Regions from separate parts of the Anser cygnoides genome. Here region 1 is linked to region 2. Evidence: chromatin contacts called from public Hi-C data. All regions are on one chromosome and are shown on one strand. The core of a region is the stretch at or near the end of the contact, and the rest is flanking DNA. Distances in the headings are between cores, read along the strand shown. Region 1 holds the start of BICC1 (BicC family RNA binding protein 1). Region 2 overlaps BICC1 (BicC family RNA binding protein 1).

The links. Hi-C and Micro-C count contacts between places; a contact is called where the count stands out from the background.
Region 1: a Hi-C map of granulosa cells shows a contact between it and region 2, with 2.0 times the contacts expected there. The contact joins the promoter of BICC1 here to the enhancer-like site in region 2. A contact is called at or near these places in 2 of 7 Hi-C or Micro-C datasets (granulosa cells and liver).

Annotation. Positions count from the first base shown.
Region 1 is chr7:29,115,529-29,121,428 of Taihu_goose_T2T_genome, forward strand. BICC1 (BicC family RNA binding protein 1) reads right to left here and starts at 2,582. Exons shown (of 21, transcript XM_048069364.2): 1 at 2,211-2,582. The coding sequence starts at 2,412. It overlaps LOC136791239 (a long non-coding RNA gene), which reads left to right and starts at 2,685. Exons shown (of 3, transcript XR_010832801.1): 1 at 2,685-3,209; 2 at 4,165-4,278.
Region 2 is chr7:29,051,641-29,057,711 of Taihu_goose_T2T_genome, forward strand. All of the region lies in intron 3 of BICC1 (BicC family RNA binding protein 1), which reads right to left. All of the region lies in intron 2 of LOC106031671 (a long non-coding RNA gene), which reads left to right. Among named protein-coding and RNA genes, the nearest start is that of PHYHIPL, 45 kb to the left of the region's middle. Within about 2 kb of position 2,256, at least 1 of the 3 cell types and tissues checked has open chromatin away from gene starts, as enhancers often do.

The DNA of each region.
Region 1 (5,900 bases), core at 1,332-3,831, 64 kb after region 2:
AACTTAACTCAAGATGTTGTATTTGCACATTCATATAACATAAAAAAGCTACTGTGAACGCCTGAACAAGCCATATATTTTAAAATAATTTAAAAAGTAACTTTCATGAGCATAAACCTGCTCTCTAAGAGCTGGTCAAACCAAAAGAGTAGATCCAATATGAGCAAGAAACTGTATTTACACCAGCTCAGATTAAAAAAAAAAGGCAAAAAATTGGTTAATTGTTGGAAATCAAAAATCTGGCCATCGCCACTTAAGACTACAAAGATGACTCCCTTCTGCAGTGTCATTTCTTCACATTAAGACCTTCCAGTGAAAAATACAGAATTAGAAACAATAGGAAACATGACCCTATGAGTTCTCCAATAAGAGTTCCTGAATTTTTGAAGATAGCATACAGATTCTCTTCCACCATTCCTTTCCTCCAAGGGGTGAGTCAAAGTCTATGCTTCCAAAAGATGGCCACAAAAAAAAAAAGCTCAAAAAAAATCAACTGTGGCTTGTAATCAGTAACGTGACTGACCTGCAACTTCTGGGTACCATTTACAGACCTGGCTTCACAACATCCCGTGTGACTGGCAACATTGCTCAGTACTTCATTTATTCCTCTACAAAAAAAGGAGAAGTAAAACCTCCCTTGGAACGAAGTCAAGACATAAGGTAAAAAATTTGTATAGTAATGAGAGGAAGACTGAAAGCAAATGTTTAACAAACAGTTTGGCGTTTTCTGATAGAACGAACTATTGTTTGCCTCTTTTATATTTCCTAATAAATCTGTTTTTTGCATTACCCATAAGCCAGAAAGTTTAGGTTTTCACTCTAAATTAATAAATCAGATGATGCTGCATTCAACATGTGCTTTTCTTCACACACAAGAAACAAGCAAACAGATGCAAAAATCCCTCAAACCACCTTCTGAAGCATGTATGTCTGCGATGGACACAGAGCATCTCCCCCAAACACGCAGCATTCTGCCCGCACTTACTCAGTGTGCTGTCAGGCTTCTTACTCACCTCTTATGAGGAGATGAAAAAAAAACAAAAACAGGAGCAAGCAAGGAGTGCCTCATTTGCCACTGGCTCCTGCTGGATGCCCCAACCTACACAGGCCTTGGGTTCTGCTCAGGAGCTCTGTTTACCCTCACACGCTCACTACCTCAGGCAGCAGAAAGACAGACTGTGTGCGGGATGAGAAAATGGAAATTTATTTCACTAGTAGAGGAAAATGTTAAAGCAACCGTTGGTCTTCTTGCGGCACTTTGTAACTTTTGACCCTTTTCCCTGCCTCTTCATACACGCTAATACTTTTTCTTCTCAATATCCATGTGCCTCTTAAGTCTGAGAGGCTCCTGATGAGCGCATCTTTATAAGCGGTTTCTGCTTAGGACAGGCTTTTCTCAGAAGTCCTTACTCTTTACTTGCATTACATAATGAGGTTTCTCTACCAGTTCCACAGTATTAGCTGATTACAGATTAACCCACCCCCAGGGGACAGAATCTCATTTTAAAAAATTCCAGAGGCCGCGGTCACCGAGCCAGAGCTCAGGCTTTCGGTGGCCGAGCCAACTCGCCCGCTGCTCCTCGGGGAGCCCCGGCACCCTTCCCTCCCCTGGCAGGGCAGAGCCAGGCACTCACAGCTCCCAGCCGCCCAACGAAGCCCCTTCCACGTCAGAAACAGCGAAATATTTCTCAGGGTTTGGTTCTGTTTTGACACTTCCCGCAGCTCACCCCCCCGCAGCACCGAGGTACCACAGCTCGCCCCTGCCCTCCCTCAGCCACCGCCACGGCGCCTTCCGTCCAAAAGCTGAACCGCTCAGCGCCATCCCCAAACCATTCGTCCAAAGCCGCCCATGCAGCTTCCACCCAGGGGCAGACCCTTCAGAAGTTACTGCGACAAAGCACGTAGCCTCGAGGAGGGACGAAAATAAAAGTCAAACGCGCTGGAAACCCGAGTGCCGCCGGCCCCGCGTCCAGGGGATGCTCCCCCGGCACGGCGGCCTCCTCGGGCCGTTCCTAGAAAGCGGAGAGCCCGAGGCACCCCGACGGAGCCGGCACCTCCTGCCCACCGCCCTCGGCCCCGCAGGGTCCTGCTCTGCCCGCCCGGCCGGGACGGGGCAGCACCGGGCGCCCGGCTCCGCTCGGCTCCGGGGGCAGCCCGCCGACCGGCCCCGCGGCCACCCCGCGCCCCCCGGCGCCTCTCCCCGCCCTCACCTTGGAGCATGGCCTCCAGTTTCTTCCTGTCCACCCGGAATCGCTCCTCGCCCCACTCCGGGCTGTGCAGGGGCCGCGGCGGGCCGGCCGAGTCCTCCTCGGAGCCGGGCACGGGCGAGTCGGTGCTGCGCTCGCTGTTGGAGCCCGGGTCGGAGAGCGGCTGCTGCAGGTACCCGCTCAGCGGGTCGCACTGAGCCGCCATGGCGCTGCCGGGCGGCCCCCGCCGCCGCTCCGAGCCCCACTCGGCCGCCTCCCCGCGGGACGCTATCTGCCCCCACAGCCGCCCCCCCGCCTCATCCCAGCCGCCGCCGCCTGCCAGAGTCCCGGCCCCGGCGCCGCCGCCCGCGCCCGCCTCTGCCTCCGGCTCCCCGCCGAGTGTGCGCGGCCCCGGGCCGGCGGCGTCCGCGGCTCGGCGGCGCCCCCAGCCCGCCCGCAGCCCGCACAGCATCCCCGCCTCCATGGGGCCGCCGCCGGCCCGCCGGGGAGGGGCCGGGGATATCCCCGTCCGCGGCCCGGGAGGAGGGGGCGGAGGGGAGGGAGGGGTGGGGAGATGCCGCCCCCGAGCGCCGCGCAGGCGATGGCGGCGGCAGCCCGGCGGGGTCGGGGCTTGTGGCGGTCCCCGTGGCAGGCCCGGTCCGTGTGTGAGGGGCTCCGGGAGATCCGCCGCCGCCCTGCCCGCCCCGAGGCCGCCCCTCGCCCGGGCAGGCCCCGCCGTGAGGTGAGCGGCCCCTGGGCGGAGGGGCCGCGCTGCCCGCCCTCAGGGTGCTGGGTGAAGGAAAGGGCGCTCCGGGGTCGCGATCCTGAAAATTAGCCCTGATTAACTTCCCCCCCCAAACACGCACACACAAAGCCAACACGTCTGTGTGTGCAGCAGACACAAACACACCTTTGTTTCGTTTGAATCGGCGTGTGTTGGTCAGCGTGTATTGGAAATGGCATCCGTCCTGCGAAGCTGACACATCTCCACATGATGACGGCTTTCACCTTCGTGGCTTTTCGGTACTGAGGCTCAGACAGAGAAATTACCTCACATTATGGTATCCTCTAAGTAAAAAAAATGTTACAAATCCCTGACCTTGGGGCATAATTGCGTTAAACTACACGCTAGAGTCCCGGGGCTGGCCTAATGGTGGACAATTGATTCTGTATGAAGTGTTAGTTTTTACCACAGCGTAGTTCGCATCACTTAACAAACAGTTTAAGCCCCAAACCGCGTATCGGTGTAAAGGAAGAATCCACAGAAGACCTGGCACTGGCTGTGATGCCAAATGGCTCCTGGTGGCCAAAGTGCGCTACTGAACGCGTGCCAGAAAGCAGTAGAAAAATTACAGCGGACTCAGGTGATGGTTACTCACCTCACAGTTAACGTCAGCCTGAAGGACGATATTAAAAGTCATCAGGAGCTGTGCTGATGCTCCAGGTAGATGGGAGCCACTCTACATCTTGTTGTAAGATGCGGTTATTTTTACAGAGGTTTGCATTTTGACTCCCTGAGTCATTTGCATATTTCCCACTTAACACCATGATTGTGATTTCTACACCACCTATGGTTTCATTTTTACTGAATGCTACATGCACATGGGGAAGCAGTCTTACTGGAAACACATAGTATTCAGCTGTAGCATTTAATTCTCTTGGTGGTCTCACAGCGTCTGTGAATCCTAGCCAGTGGCTTGCAGGCAGCATACTTCTCACACGATCCTCTGGTACTTCTCATGACCATGGGAATTAAAACAGCCAAAGCCAACAACAATAACACAAAACATTAATATAGGTCTTTAAAATAATGTGATCTCCATTTCTCTTCATAATAGTTTGCTTGTAGTACAATGATAATTTCGGTGTGGTAGGCAGTCTGAGGGAAGACTGAAAGTAGAACAGTACTTTTCTTCCCAGTTCAGAAGTTTAGTTATAAATCCGCCCCACCTCTTTTTTTTTTTTTTTTTTTTTCCAGATGGGAAAGTGAAGATGGTGCTTATCAAACCAGGTTGATATCCAGAGAGTTCTGCTGCTTTGCCCCCAGATCAGCACCACCTGGACTTGTCCGTTTTCTAGAATGCCAGGATGTGTGAGTTATACAATCCAAATGTTCAGAAGTTATGAGTGTCGACAAGGCCAATTACAGTCCACAGCTGCTACAGGTGCTTAGCACCTCCGAGCAGAACAATTATTTGGGTATTTTCTACTCATAAACTAGTTAGATTTACAGTCAGATTCTCAGTGTAGGAGGTCCCTTTCCTTGCATTTTATCAGTTCCTACAATACAGCCACAGAAACTTTTTTCTCCTAAATTAGCTATGGTCAAACTCAGCAGTATTTTTTCAGCAACCATGTAAACAATATAATAAATCAAAGATCTCTTTAAAAATAATGATGTACACAGTTCAGTTTTTATTAATTAGAAATAACCCTTTCATGGTGCGGTTTTAGACCAAAAATGAAATTAAGCCTATCTAAATCTATATAAATGGCCAAAAAAGAAACACTTTTAGTGATTAGGAGTTTTTATTGGTAGTATATGTTCAATAGAGTATCATTTGTATTGCATAAATGGCATTTCATTTCTCTACTATATTGCAGTGGAAGAATAAAACGTTTGTTGCACAGAAGTCTTAAACTAAGTAGAAACCACATTTTAATGGCTAAAATAATATTAAATGTGGACACAATTGGGGAAAATGGGAGGAAGTTGGCAGATAAAAGATCAAATGGCTATAAAGAACATAAGCTGGAGTTGACTTTGGCATATGTAACTTCTTTTGGCCATTTTTCTGTGGCCAGTGGCTTGATCAAAGAAAAGAATAACAGGATCTTTCTCATTTTGGCATACCAGGTCTATTTTGCTACGTTCTCTCCCTCTTTTTTCATCCTGTTCTCTTTTCCTCACCTCACACACATACAATATTTACAAAACTCAGAAAAAGCCTAACTGAATAGAAAAGTGTTTTTTTCTCACACTCAGATGATACGTAAAGTCTCTTGTATAGTATCCATCTGTATGGAATAGCTTCTGAGAGTTTAAAGGAGATTCATGAACCAGTTTATTTATTCTAATCAATCACATCTGTTTGGGACTGCATGGAACCCCCAAATTTAGAGCTGTATAGGACCTCTCCTATGGAGAAGGAAGAGAAGTGACAGTCTTCAAGCAGAAAGCACCATTAGATGTCCACAGGTCTGCCCTAAGGCTGCTGCCAAAGCATGAAGCTGACAGCTGGTTGTCTCTGTACTCTGCACTGCCCAAGATGCAGAGGTTACCTATAAATGGAAGAGTGGTATGAAACATTTATCATCAATACAGCATGGTCTGTATTCCAGACCTCACAATCTTGAATTTATTTACTTACTTCACGACATAACTGTGAAACAAAGTGCCATTATCTGTATTTTTCTGAGGTGGGAGCCATGCAAGAAAAGACTGGCTCACAAAGCTATGAAGTGAAGGTGGGGAAAGAAAAGGAGGCATACACAATATATAAGTGATCTGTGGTATCTAGAAGTGCTTTGCTGGGAAGAATGCTCACTTTGGTTTCAGTAATTTAGGAGAGGTTTATTACTGGTGAAAATTAATTCTGGTGGCATTTTGAAATGCTTTATTTATAGCATTGGTCTCCTTTGCAGAAGTAACAGCCCGTAAGATTTGACTTTTCATTATATTGTACCATATTCCCCAAGCTGGGCCCATTAACT
Region 2 (6,071 bases), core at 1,006-3,505:
GATGGAATGAGCTGGTTCTTGACACTGCATGGGGCACTTAGTGACTAAAGCCAAAGATAGTTAAAGGTACTATTTTTGGTTACTATTACAAATACTCTATCACTTCTGTTAGTATGATATTTCGACAGTGCAAAAAGCACAAGTCTCCCTTTCCAGGTTTAAGTTATTTAAAAGTTCTTTTCATCTGCGTTTCTGCAGAACATTGTAAGGATCTTCCCACCCTCTCCTTAATGAGAGCAATGCCAAGTCCAACACAAAAAAAACATTTGAACAATTTTCTTGAGAGCTAGGTAGCAGCAGCTACAAGAAGTACATGGAAATGATTCATATTTCAAGCTGCAGCAAGGCAGTCAGGTCATGCATTATGAGCGTGCTGGCCTTTCAAAGAGTACCCCAACCTCTCACCCCAACCCAAACACAGATAAACGCATGACGCGGAGCACTCCACCAGCTGCCCAGTAGCAACCTGAAGTACAGTGACAAGATGCAGCATCCCACAGAGGAGCAGGGCACTCCAGTGGGGTCAGCAAACAGCCTCTGTGAGTGCAGGAGAATAGAGACGTGTCCTGATGAGCTAATGCTGGAGACAGTATTTAAGTAAATTTTATTATAGGGGAGAAAAGTGACTGTTTTTAAAAAAATGTCAGCAGTTTATTGCTCATAAACCCTAGTGTGTGTTGTATTAATATCACCTGCCTACACTGCATCGATGCACAGAGCATGCACAATGCAGAATAGCAGCAGCACAGTGCAGGGGGGTTCTTATATCCCTGACAACCCAAAGCTCCAGTCTAACAGTCCACTGTCTAATACTGACTTGACATTTTAGTAGATTCATAAAAACAAACTCAAGTTCAAACAGAACACGTTCGGTGCCCAAATTTCATCTACTCACCTATCAGATACAAATTACATTGCTTACAATCTATCTATATGCTAAGGAAGAAAAACCTCCTTAATCCTTTTACAAAATTGTAAGGTGGCAATCATTTTATTTCCAATGCGCAAAGTTAAGTTATTGCTACATATTACATTTTTAAATATTGAGTTTGAAATTTGAAATGTAATATCAATATGTATTTTAAAATTATGGTAATGTTATAGCATATAAAATTTGACTCAAAAATAGTTATGACTTTTTAAAATATGTATTTTAAAATCACTGGGTGCTTTTATTTTAAAGCCAACGTGATAATATAATAGCTGGAGACGTTCTTCCACGAATTACTGCTATGCAGGCTCTAATCTCCACAAAGAAAAAAAGATTAAATTAGACAGAAGGAAGGTGGAAACACTGCTTCCCCTAAAGCCACCTATGATGGGTCTTATCAGGAAAGAAAAGTAATTTAGTGGCAATTATTTCTGACTTTTGAAAGCTTCAGGATGCTTTTATACAGAGAATTTTTAACATAAATGGCAAATTACACATTCTCATCTCATAATTATCTGCCATTTCTTTGTTTTTAGCACAGTAATATTTGTGTGGCACTGTAACAGTTGAAAATCTTGCATTAGAAAGTAATTCTTATTTATAGATACTAAATTTTCTGCAAAATGACAGGCAGGGTACCCCTGATATGGGAAGTGAACCTTCATATTCTGAAGACCAATGACCTCCCTGAAATTTCTTCTGTTTAACAAGGAGTTCATAGCAAGTAAACAACACACTGCTTATGCTGTTTCTCTGAGGGTAATTTTTCCAGGCTTTGCTTAAAAAAAAAAATTACCTGAGGCAGATGTCAAGTCTTAGCTTTTAAATCAGCCAACCAGACCTGAGCTGTTCCAATGAACTTGCTCTGCATCTCTTCTGTCCACCTGTCTCCAGCATTAGCCCAATTATAAAACTCACCTCTGATAAATTTATCTCCTGCACCTATGCAATGTCAAATTCAGCAAATTCACTCTTATCTCTGCGTGCCCCAAATCTGAGTTCAAATAGAACGATGGGGCCACAGAGAAGACCAGTCAGACTCTGGTTTACAAGTACACACAGTATAGAGCACTTTGCCAGGTACCTGCTAAGGGCAAGAAAGTCCTAAAAAAAATAAATCCAAGAACAACACATAAGCTAATGCCAATTTCAGCTGAAAGATTGTGACAATTTTGTATCCCCGAGTAATTTAATTACAATAATATGAGTTCGTATTACCACATTCCAGGGCTTGAAATTTTTAGTTTTACCACAGTTACTGCCAAGCGCCCTTACTGGACATTGAGGCCCTTGATAATTCCCTTCACAACACAACTGTGCTTGTATTTTGGCTCTGCCTTATCTGCCCAAGTATAAGCAAGTTGCTGTTCTGCACCACAACACACAGCAAGCCCTGAGCAAAAACAGAAAAGCCTAAAACTTTGTTCCTACTCTTCTTACAGAAATGACCACAGTTCAAATAACTTCTCTGTAGAATTACCTAAAGTTCTTGGGCTTCCTTTTTTAAAAAAAAGGAAACAAACATTCCCACCTGTTGCCTTGCTCACTGCTTAGAGTTTGTTTTCGTAGATCATTTATAAATGTGACCAGAAAGTACTGTATGTTTCTCTGAGCCAATAATGCTAGTTCATCTCACATTTTTGTGTAGAAGCAGTACTAGATAGAGGATAAGCAGTGAGCACGGAAACCCAACAATTTCACCACAAACAAGATAAAAGACTCCAGCAAATGTGATTTTCTTTAAAAGGTTTCTCAGTTGTCACCTACACTGCACACAAAGGGGGGAGCATTAATCGATCTGTCTGCTTTCTGAAGTGGCAGCAAGCTGGAGGCTTGCATAAATAGCTCCAGTAAATGAACTATGTGCTGCCAGCTGCTGGCTCAGGGGATGCTGTGGATTTGTGAGTGTCAAACTGCTCTGATCGAAGAGAACTGACATGAACTCCCGTGGCCATGTTTCGCCTGGCCTGGGACAGTCTCTTCTGTTCATTTATTTATTGCAAAACAGGGAGGAGTCATTTATGCCTGGGTCAGCTCCTCCAGAAACAAAAGAAATAAACGAACTTGTGATCTAAACACAACTGCTCTTTAATTTTTAAAGTACACAATTACAGGGTTTGAGGATTTTTCTTCAAAATATGAGAAACAGTTTGCACTGACAGTTTCTCATTTATGGAGAAAGTTAACAAAAAGCAGATGCAGCTCATAACACAGAGCCTGCAATACATGCTGTAATTAATCTGGCATTCCAAACAATAAACACAGTGTCAGCAAGAGACTTGCTTTAAATCTTTAAGTCAATTATGTACTGATAGCCTTAGCAACACATTCAGGAAAATATTTACCCATTTACAAAGCTGTGTTAAGAGGAACCATAGTTAAACTGCTGTTCAGCAGGTAGCCTATCGGTTAATTTAGGAAGCTTGGCAGGCAGTGAGTATGTAAGGTGAGTACTTGGAGAGCTATTGAAACTACTAAGATCCTTTCCCTCAATGTACTCACAAGCCAAACATCATAAAGACAGAAAAGAGCAGAACTTATCTAGCTTCTTCTCTCAGCCTGATGACAGCAATCCCCAAGGAAGAGGGAGCGGATATTTTGTGTGCATGCATGCACGTTTCAGATGACAAAATACACAGATACTGTCACTCCTGGCAAATTCTGAGTAGAAAATAGTGAACTATAAGAAATTTGGGCCTTCAGGTAGAGAACAGGTGGGGGCAGCAGCTGTTTCATCTGAGATCTTGAGAAACTCAGTCTTTTTTTTTCTCCACCTTCTGCATTCCCCATTTAAAGTAAAAACCTTCCAGCATTAGTTTTCCACTAATTGTTTGTCTACAGCAGGAAAAAAAATTAAAACCCCTTTCTAGCATCCCCTACAAATCTGTCCAGTCAATTCAAGCTAGGAAAACACAGAGCAACAGCTGTGGACAAACAACATAAAACAGCTGGAAATCGTCCCTACAGTTTAGCTGTCTAAATATTTGTGGGAGAAGACAAGTTTTCCATTCAATGCAGAAAAGTCAAAGTCAAAATTCTAGCTCTCAAGTATAGTCAAATTCAAAGAGTAAACATTGAGAATTCAACCAATAATGAAGTTATGCCATATTCAAGAAGCTGCTTTCAAATTGTTTTACTCTAACAAAATTCAGCCAAAATTGTTTTTGTTTACTGCTACCACCAGGCGAAGGAGTCAAAGTCATCTGCAAGCAAAGGACTTACAAGTCAAAGATGCTGCTTGAGAGAAGCTCTAAACTATGACCTAGCACCAGCAAGCTGCCTTGGTTGGGTTGCAATTCCTGAATGCCAATGCTGAGCACAAGATAATGTCTATATTTTAATTAGTTACATTCTTATGTACCTTGCTATTCAGGTAGACTTCTACCCTCCCGCTAAAAAAATAAAATGAAGAAGGTCAGAAAGCAATGAGAATGAGCTCAATACAATAGCAGGAAGAGAAGATTTGAAACTTCAAAACCTTTTCAAAATGAAACTTCTCAGTGACAAAACACAAAATTCTGCATCTCCCAGAAGTCCCAGTTAATTCATTCAGCTCTGCAGTCCCACCTTCCTTAGGTGAGGCACAGATCTCCAAACTTGTGCTCTGCACCTGACCTTTTCTGCACCTCCAAAGGCCACAAAAGGCCAGGGGAGGCACTGCTGGACAGCTGCACGTAACCGCCTTGGTTGGACTAACACAGCAAATTTGGGTACCCTGACACCCACAGCCAGGACAGCAGAACATTCTCTGCTCGTTTATAAGCATTGAGGCACTGTTAATGGCAGCACACTAGTTGTGACACTGAGGTAGCAACCATACGTTGCTGGGGATGCGAAATAAAATGTGAAGGAAACTAATAAATGCCAAAATATCATGGAGAATCCCCACCTGCAAGGAACGCTCTCTCCAGCCCCAGCTCAGTGCTCACTCCTTTTCCCTACCAGCAGATGAGAGCAGAGCAGCAAAGGACACCACTTTCAGATACACATTTAGGAACCTAAATTTAAGTACTCAAACACAACTTACCAAGCACTCATTTTGAGCTGACTGTGATTCAAGTTGAACTAAAATTGCAGAAGAGGAAGGAGCAAAAATTATGCCAAAAAAAACATCTCTTAGCTTTTCCTCTGTAAAATCCAACAGAAATCTCTTCTACGACAGAAATGTTTGCTTCTAATCCTGTACTAAGCAGATGCTGATAACAAATGACCTCTCCTATTCCTACATAACATTTATTATTACTTTTTAAAATATACACAAGAATATTTTCTAAACTCTTCCTACTTTTATTTTCAAAGTATGTACTCTGCCTTTGAATGTCAATAGTATTCTGTTGTCTTGATGCCATTTGCACATCTTGATAAATGCATCCTATTCCATCAATTAACGGTCACTGAAAACACTGACCAGTACAGGGCAGCATGTCAGAAAATTTAGCGGAAGGCAAGGTGCTACGTATCAATCACTTTAAGGATAGGACGCCACCTGATCTCCCTGGGTTTTAGGCAAATTTCTTAGAAGCAGAGAAGAGAATAACATACACTGCACCTAAACATTTTTGATTTTTTTTTGTCCTAGGAAGTGCACACATTTTGAAAGTTTGGATTTCCTTGAAGTGACCAAATGTATATTTATATGCATGTCACTCATGTTTATAGTTCTCCAAGCGCCTGTACCCACAAACAGAAAAGTTAACGCTAACAGCACTCAAATTTTCACTCCAATTATAATAGAAAAGGGGGAAAAGAAATATACACATGCATGTATTTTGCACATGTAGAGTTTAGTATAATTCAAAAAATTTATTGCTAAAAAACTCGATGTGAACAGTTTGGCACAGCAATATTTTAAGCAAGTTCCACATAACAGCTTGCATTTTCTCGAAGCTCAATATTCTCTCAGATTATTTTATCAGCTATTATTCTCCTCCAGTGTTACAAACCCAAGCAGTTTACATTATTTGACATTGCACTGGACACAAATCTAATAAACTGGATGACAGTTGCACTCAAATTGAATCCTTTTAATTGCTGTCTTATTTCACTTGCACACATTCCAATTCTGTTTTGCGATCTTTAGCAGAAAGCACCAATATCCTCAGCTCCCTCAGACTAGAAACATGCTTTGTGTTCCCCATAT